2 separate regions of the Sus scrofa genome follow, and region 2 is linked to region 1. The links are chromatin contacts, called in public HiChIP or PLAC-seq maps. All regions are on one chromosome and are shown on one strand. Each heading gives the region's core, a stretch centred on a gene start, on an enhancer-like site or on the middle of the called end of the contact. The rest is flanking DNA. Distances are from core to core; before and after follow the strand shown. Region 1 overlaps CYTIP (cytohesin-interacting protein). Region 2 overlaps LOC102166560 (a long non-coding RNA gene).

The links. HiChIP or PLAC-seq counts read pairs in DNA pulled down with a chosen protein or histone mark.
Region 2: a contact with region 1 is called in an H3K27ac HiChIP or PLAC-seq map of alveolar macrophages. The contact joins two enhancer-like sites. A contact is called at or near these places in 2 of 2 datasets of contacts at active chromatin or transcription factors (alveolar macrophages and skeletal muscle).

The regions. Positions count from the first base shown.
Region 1 is chr15:64,387,442-64,391,845 of Sscrofa11.1, reverse strand. The region is part of intron 2 of CYTIP (cytohesin-interacting protein); the gene reads left to right. Among named protein-coding and RNA genes, the nearest start is that of CYTIP, 32 kb to the left of the region's middle. Within about 2 kb of position 2,900, at least 15 of the 83 cell types and tissues checked have an H3K27ac peak or open chromatin away from gene starts, as enhancers often do. A contact at or near this core is called in alveolar macrophages, where this site is marked.
Region 2 is chr15:64,742,190-64,746,169 of Sscrofa11.1, reverse strand. All of the region lies in intron 1 of LOC102166560 (a long non-coding RNA gene), which reads right to left. Among named protein-coding and RNA genes, the nearest start is that of ACVR1, 150 kb to the left of the region's middle. Within about 2 kb of position 1,754, at least 4 of the 83 cell types and tissues checked have an H3K27ac peak or open chromatin away from gene starts, as enhancers often do. A contact at or near this core is called in alveolar macrophages, where this site is marked.

The sequences.
Region 1 (4,404 bases), core at 1,651-4,150:
TTTTCCTAAGCTGAGAACTATAAAGCATTAATGAAGGAAATTAAAGAAGATGTAAAGAAATTGAAAGATATTCCATGTTCCTGGACTGGAAAAATTAATATTGTAAAAATGGTCATATTATCCAAAGCAAGCTACAGATTCAATGCAATCCCTATCAAATTACCCAGGACATTTTTCACAGAACTAGAACAAACAATCTAAAAATTTATATGTAACCACAAAAGACCCAGAATTGCCAAAGCAATCCTGAGAAACAAAAACCAAGCAGGAGGCATAACTCTTCCAGACTTCAAGCAATATTACAAAGCCACAGTCATCAAAACAGTATGGTACTGGTGGGTAACTTTTAATGCAAGACTAAGAGTTCTAAACTTAATTAAGTAGGCATGGAGTAGGACATGATTAAATAATGACAGGTTGGGGAGACCAGTTGCCTGGTATTACGTTGTATTGAGGACACATGTGGTCATGGAAAGGAAGAGACAGAAGAAGTGACAAAACATGAGGTCTAATCAAGTAGTAGAAGAGAAATCTGGGACAAATGAGATGCCAGGCTGTGTTCTGCCTTAAGGACTGACTGGACAAGTTTAATTTAATGTGCATACCTCCTAGGGCACCTTGTGGGCTATGCTGGGAGAAAAGAGCCCTGACCGTACTTCTTCACCTCTGATTCACATCTTCTTCCCACTTTGCATTTCTGAAATTAGAATGATTCTTACCATCTATGAATACATTTAATGCTGACATTTTCCTTAAAAGTAGTTAATAAATCAGTGGTGAATATTGCAACTAATGGCAGCTTATCATAGAAATAAAGTATCACATATATACTATTACTGTATGGATTTTCCTTTCATACTCATTGCAATTAAGTCAAACAACATGGCAAACATCAATTACATTTAAGTATTAAGCGCACAGTAAATATTATTCATCAAAGACCTGTATTGCTCAAAGGAAATAATAACTGGGAGAATAAATCAACTGCCAGAGCTTTGGGCAGATTAAGGATGTATTCATCAAATGCGTACCAAGTAGCTCTTGTGAGAAAGTCACTATTTTAAGGGATTGAGGGATAGAGAGATGAAGGAGAAAGGAACTATGTCTTGGGGTGGGGCTGGGGGAGGTGAGCTCACAAGCTATTAGGGAAGAAAAGACAGGTATATATGATCTTCACAAGGCAAAGTGTGATTTATCATAAGAGAGATCCTTTAGATGTGCTTTGGATGTTCTGGGGAGGTGATGCTCCTGTCTGCTTGGGGATATGGGGCAAGGCTTCGTGAAGGATGTAGTATTTAAGTTGGACCTGGGAGAATGGAAGGGCTTTCTAGATAGAGATGGAGTAGGTAAATCCAGGTGAACCAAGGGTAATGAACAAAGGTTAAGATGGAAAGAGGTATGCATATTCAGGGAACACAGAGCAGTCCAGTTTGTCTCAGTATCCTCATCTAAATATTACACCATTCTCATTGCTTTATGAGATTAAACCTTTAACACATTGCCTAGCTCTTACTATGACTACATTCTCAGGAAATATTTGTAGAATTAAATAGAAGGAGACCAAGTAGTCTAGTCATAGATCTACCACTAAATTACTCTGTCTTTTTGGCAAATTTAAATTTTCCAGGTCTTATTTTTCCTTATCTAAAAATAAAGGAAGTTAATGAGATGGCTCTGAGGGTCCTTGCAGTCTAACCTTGTGTAAATTCAGCTAGTATCTTCTTATAACTTCAAGAATATATATAGCTTCAGTTCTATGTACTGTTGATTCTATTCTATTCTAACAAACACTATGGATTTACCAAACAGGAATGTACTGCTTTTTCTCTTGTGCTTACTACCTTTTGCTGTATCTGTTTTGCTTTATTATTTTAATTCAATAAAATTAAGATATAGTTACTGATGCCCACTGCTAGTCAGGCTCTGTGCTAGGCTTTGGTCACATAGAAATGTTTGATATTCTGTCTGATATACTATCCTTCCCTTTATTACATTTGAATCTCAAAGAAATTGAGATATCATGTCTGTTTTGGAAAATGTAAGTAGATAGGAATAGAAGGAAAATAGAGATTCCTGACATTCTAAGAAGTTGCCTTATTGCTCTTCTGAACTGCCTTCTGGCACACACCCATGTCCCCCGACCCAACACACACCCACACTCATGTACATTCCTAGACTCTGAAAACAAAAACAAGTAAGGGAGGAGCATTCCATTAAGTTGCTCCCTGGTGGCCCTTCTCTGTTGATTCTCTTATTATTGTTAAAGGAAAGTCCCTTACAGGTAGTGGGGCCAATTTGGGCAGCTCTGGGTGGTGAGCAGATTGGAGGGGTGTCTGCTTAGGGAATTTCAATGTGAAAACTCTTCCTTGGAGCTCTTCCATTTGGATGTGGCCTGTTTAACACATTTATCCACTCAGTTGGGAATATTTGGGGCCTCTCTAGTAGATGATATTTGAACTGAGATTTGGGGTGGGGGGGCAGAGCCAGAGAGAGAGACAGAAAGATAGAGAGACAGTTACAGAGAGAACAAGACAAATGAAGATCAATGGGGGGGAGAAGGGGGGAACAGTGTTAGAGGGAAGAACCCTGGGGAGAAATTGCATTCTGTTGAAGGGTTAGAAGGAAGGCCAGTATAATCAGGATGTGGTTTGATATGATGTCATAGGATCTACTAGAACATACACAACCTCAAAAGACAGGCTAAAAATTTGGATTTCATTCAGGGGCCCAAGGGAAATTACCTACCTCTCAAGAAAGTATTTGGTTGTTCCAAGTATTACGCAAAATTCCAGTCTTAAACAGGTTTCTTGCTTTCTAAGAAGTTAGTTTCTAAAGCCCCGAAGCCCTTCCCAGCTCTGTGGGGTGGCTCTGACCATGCCTATTGAGCAACTTTAGTAAAAGCTGAAGCCTGAGGGTGACACAGGGTGTGAGTTAGGGGAAGAGGAAGGAACCCTGTCACTTGTTTACCCTGAATTTTGATAAAAGATTTGGATTTTGAAATGGAACAGTGTGTATATGATAGGGAGGGTGGAGTAATAAATAACAAATGAGAACTGAATTAGACAGTTGAGAACTGAACTGCCACTTGAGAAATACATATTTCAATGCCCTTGGTTTCTGTAAAAATGGGTGGCCTGTGATTGTTATTCTCCTTTTTTGTACTGTTTTGTGGAGACTTCAGCAGTCCTTTCTGAGGAGGAATTTTACTTGGCTGGAAGAAAAAGATAAAGAAATATGAAAGAATTACCTTTAAAAGTCTCATTAAGCAAAAATAAAACCTTAGCCTATAAGCAAGTGCCAAACATTCAGTTGATAAACCAGTAATCCTCATTAGCAAATATAAACCGTATGAGGACTTAGAAAATCATGCTACTATCAACAAAACGTAACTGGCTTTTAAAACTTCTCTGTGAGTTATTAATATTTAAAAAGTTGGCAAACTAATATAAGAATGCATGCTTATTTAAAAAGGCTAAAACCATTGATAGAACACATTTCGAAAGTCTTCCTTCACAACCCTCCACACTTACTCCCTCAACTCCTTCTCCAGAGGTAACCACTCTTAATAGATTAGCATATACAGTTCTTACCCAACTTACAATGGGGTATATCCTGATAGATCCATTATAAGTTGAAAATATTTTAGGCCAAACATGCATTTGTTATATCTAACCTACAGGACATCGTAGCTGAGCCCAGCCTACGTTAACCATGCTCAGAACACTTACATTAGCCTACAGCTGGGCAAAATTGTCTTATGTGAAGCCTATTTTATAAAAAGAGATGAGGCGTTCCAGTTGTGGCGCAGTGGTTAATGAATCCGACTAGGAACCATGAGGTTGCAGGTTCGATCCCTGGCTTTGCTCAGTGGGTTGAGGATCTGGCATTGCTGTGAGCTGTGGTGCTACAGCTCTGATTCGACCCCTAGCCTGGGAACCTCCATATGCCATGGGAAGTGGCCCTAGAAAAGGCAAAAAGACAAAAAATAAATAAAAATTAAAAAGAGATGAATACCTCATGTAAATTATTAAGTAATGCACTGAAAGTGAAAAACAGAATGGTTGTATGGGTACAGAATGGTGAAATGTATGGGGTGTTTACCCTTGTGATCATGTGACTGCCTGGGAGCTATGGCTTGCTGCCCTGCCCAGCACCATGAGAAAGTATACTTCTAGCCTGAAAAAGGCCACAATTCGCAATTCAAAGTATGGTTTCTACTGAATGCTACTGCTTTCACCATAACGTCAAAAAGATCCTAAGTCGGACCATCATAAATGGGGGACTATCCATATACGCATGGTATTTTCTATGTTGATATGTTAGTGTACATGTACATTTGTGATCTTTCTTTAAGAAAAAAGGAATAAATGGGATTATGTTATGCACTTTGTTCCTCTATCTTTT
Region 2 (3,980 bases), core at 505-3,004, 360 kb before region 1:
AGCTGTGGTGTAGGTGTCAGATGTGGCTCAGATCCCGTATTGCTGTAGTTGTAGCATAGGATGGCAGCTGAAGCTCGAACTTGACCCCTTGCCCAGGAACTTCCATATGCTTCAGGTGCAGCCCTAAAAAGCAAACACAAAACAACAAAACAAACAAACAAACAAAAAAAAAAAGTAAGAAAATCATCAGTTTCAAGGGATCCCCCTTAAAGCTATCAGTTGACTTCTCTCCAGAAACTTTGACAGCCAGAAGGGAATGGCATGGTATATTCAAAGTACTGAAAGGGAAAAATCTGCAATCTAGGATATTTGACCCAGCAATATTATCATTTAGCATAGAAGAAGAGATAAAGTATATCTCAGACAAACAAAAACTAAAGACTTAAGCAATACTAAACCTACTCTAACAAATATTAAAGGGTCTTCTCTAAATAGAAAAGAAGTAAGAATCTATGGGAAATGGAGGAGCACAATAGGAAAGCCAAATAAATAAAAGGAGTGAGGCTTGACGGTACAGAGATTAAAAAATAAAAAAATTCTGTAAAAGTGAAAAACATAGATCTTTTACAATGCATCTGAACTTGAATGACTCAGTTTAAAGCAAATCCATATGGACATGAGTCAAAAGACTTGAAATCCATGGCAATCACAAATCAAAAACATAATAGATTCATGGAAACTCTAGCATACTACAAGGGAAAAATAATCAAATTGCACAAAGAAAAACAAGAAATGAATAAACTATGAAACAACTATAAAACAAGATTAAAATAACAATAGTTATCAATAATCACTTCAAATGTTAATGGACTAAATGCTACAATTAAAAGAGGAGCGGATTGGATAAAAGAAAACAAATCTTTATGTTGCCTACTAGAGACTCACATTAGGGTGAAAGACACAGATTGAAAGGGAGGGGATGGAAAAAGATACTTCATGCAAATGCATATGACAAGAAAGGGGGCAAGCAATACTTATATCAGACAAAATAGACTTAAAGGACATAAAGAAGGCAAAAAAGATATTTTAATAAAGGAATCAATACAAGAAAAGGATATTATATTTATTAACATACTCATCCAATATAGGAGTACCTAAATACATAAAATACTACCAGACATAAAGGTAAGAATTGACAAAAGTAATACTAGGAGACTTTAAAACCCTACTGATATCAATGGACAGATAATCTGGACAGAAAATCAAGAAGGCAAAGGAGGTCCTAAATGACAAATACACCAGTTAGATTTAATTTACATGTACAGTATACATAATCCAAGAAAAAACAGAATATACACTCTTCTCAAGCATGCATGGAATCTTCTCTAGGACAGACCACAAATTAGGTCACAAAGCATGCTTCAACAAATTTAAGAGGACAAAAAATTATTTCAAGTATCTTTTTTGACCACAATGGCATGAAACTAGAAATCAACCACAGAGAGAAAAATGGGAAAAGAACAAACACATAGAGACTAAACAACATGCTACTAAAAAACCAGCAGGTCAATGATGAAATCAGAACAAGTCAGAAAATACCTAGAGACAAATGAAAGTGAAAACAGAAACTTACAATATGTGGGGATGCTACAAAAGCAGATCTAAGAGGGATGTTCAGAGTGATATAAGCCATTCCTCATGAAATAATATATCTCAAAAAAAAAAAAAAAAAAAAAGGAACCTAGTCAGGAGTTCTCCTGTGACTCAGAAGGTTAAAGGTCCAGCATGCAAATGCTGCTGCTTGAGTCACTCCTGTGGCACAGTGATTCTTGGCCCTGAAACTTCCACATGCTGTGAGTACAGCCAAAAAGGGAAACAAAAGCAAAAACAACAAAAAAATAAACTTAACCTACCACCTAAAAGAATTAGAAAAAGAAGAAAAAACATAACCCAAAGTCAGCAGAAGGAAGAAAATAATAAAGATCAGAGAGGAAATAAGTGAAATAGAGATTAAAAAAAAAAGCAAGAGAGAAATGATCAACAAAGCCAAGTTCTGTTTCTTTAAAAGATTAAAAAAAACAAATCAACATGCTCACCAAGAAGAAAGAGGGCAAAAATGAGAAATGCAAGAGGAGAAATAACACCTAGTACCACAGAAATACAAAAATATGATAACATTATAAACAATTATACATCAACTAATTGGACCATCCAGAATAAATGAATATGTTTCTAGAAACATAGCCTGCCAAAACTAAGTCAAGATAATTGCACGGGAGTTCCCGTCGTAGCACAGTGGTTAACGAATCCGACTAGGAACCATGAGGTTGTGGGTTCGGTCCCTGCCCTTGCTCAGTGGGTTAACGATCCGGCATTGCCGTGAGCTGTGGTGTAGGTTGCAGACACGGCTCGGATCCCGCGTTGCTGTGGCTCTGGCGTAGGCCAGTGGCTACAGCTCCGATTAGACCCCTAGCCTGGGAACCTCCATATGCCATGGGAGTGGCCCAAAGAAATAGCAAAAAGACAAAAAAAAAAAAAAATTATCTGCACAGACTCTTCACTAGAAGTTAATGTAGTAATAATAATAATAAAAACTCCCTGCAAACAAAAGTCCTGGAATGGACAGCTTCAGTGGGAAATTCTACCAAATATACAAAGAGGAACTTACACCTATCCTTCTGAAACTATTCCAAAAACTGACCAAGAGGGAACACCCAAAAATTCATTCTAAGTGGCTATGATTACCCTGATATCAAAACCAAAGATACTACAAAAAAACTTACAGGCCACTATCTTTGATAAATATAGATACACAAACCCACAATGAAAAGTTAACAAAATCCAACAATACAGAGAAAAAGATCATACACCAAGACCAAGTTGGATTCATTCCAGGTTTTCGAGGATGGTTCCACATATATAAATCAATGTTTTACAGCACATTAACAACGTGAAAGACAAAAACTACATGATCATTTCAATAGCTGTGGAAAAAGCATTTGATAAAATTCTACATCCATTTATGATAAAAACTCTCACTAATATGAGTACAGAGGGAGCATATCTTAACATATTAAAAGCCATTCATGACAGATCCACAGCCAATATAATACTAAATGGTAAAAAGCTAAAAGCCCTTCCATTAAAGTCAGGAAGAAGAAAAAGACACCTACTCCCTCCACTCCTATTTAACATAGTATTGGACATCTTAGCCACAATAATCAGACAACAAAAAGAAAAAACATATCCAAATTAGAAGAGAAGAGGTAAAACTGTCACTATTTGCAATGACAATGATAATCTATATAGAAAACCCAAGGTCTCCACACAAAAGCTGTTAGAACTAATACATGATTTCAGCAAGGGAGCAGGATACAAAATTAATAGACATCTATAGCATTCTTTATACAAATAATGAAATATCAGAAAGTAAAAAAAAAAAAAATTGCATTTGTAATCACATGAAAAACAAACCCTAGAAGTAAACTTAGTCAAGGAGGTGAAAATCCTATATGCTGAAAACTATAGAATATTGATAAAGGAAACTGAAGATGATTCAAAGAAATGGAAAGATATTTCATGCTTCTGGATTGGAAAAACTGATATTGTTAAAACAGTCATACTATCCAAAGCAATCCACAGAGTTAATGCAATTCCAATCAAAACACCCAGGACATTATTCATAGCACTGGAACAAATAAAAGTTACATGGAACAACAAAAGACAGAGAATTGCTTCTGCAATTCTGAGGGAAAAGATAAAACCTGGAGGTGTAACCCTCCCAGACTTTAGACATACTAAACAAAGTTACTGTAATCAATATAGCATGTTTTCTGCATAAAAACAGAAATTTAGATCATTAGAACATAATAGAGAGTTCAGAAATAAACCACATGCCTACGGCCAATTAATCTACAACAGAGGAGGTAAGAATATACAATGGAGAACAGTCAGTCTCTTCAACAAGTGGTATTGGGAACACTGGACAGCCACATATAAGTCAATGAAATTAGAACACTCCCTCCCACTATATACAAATC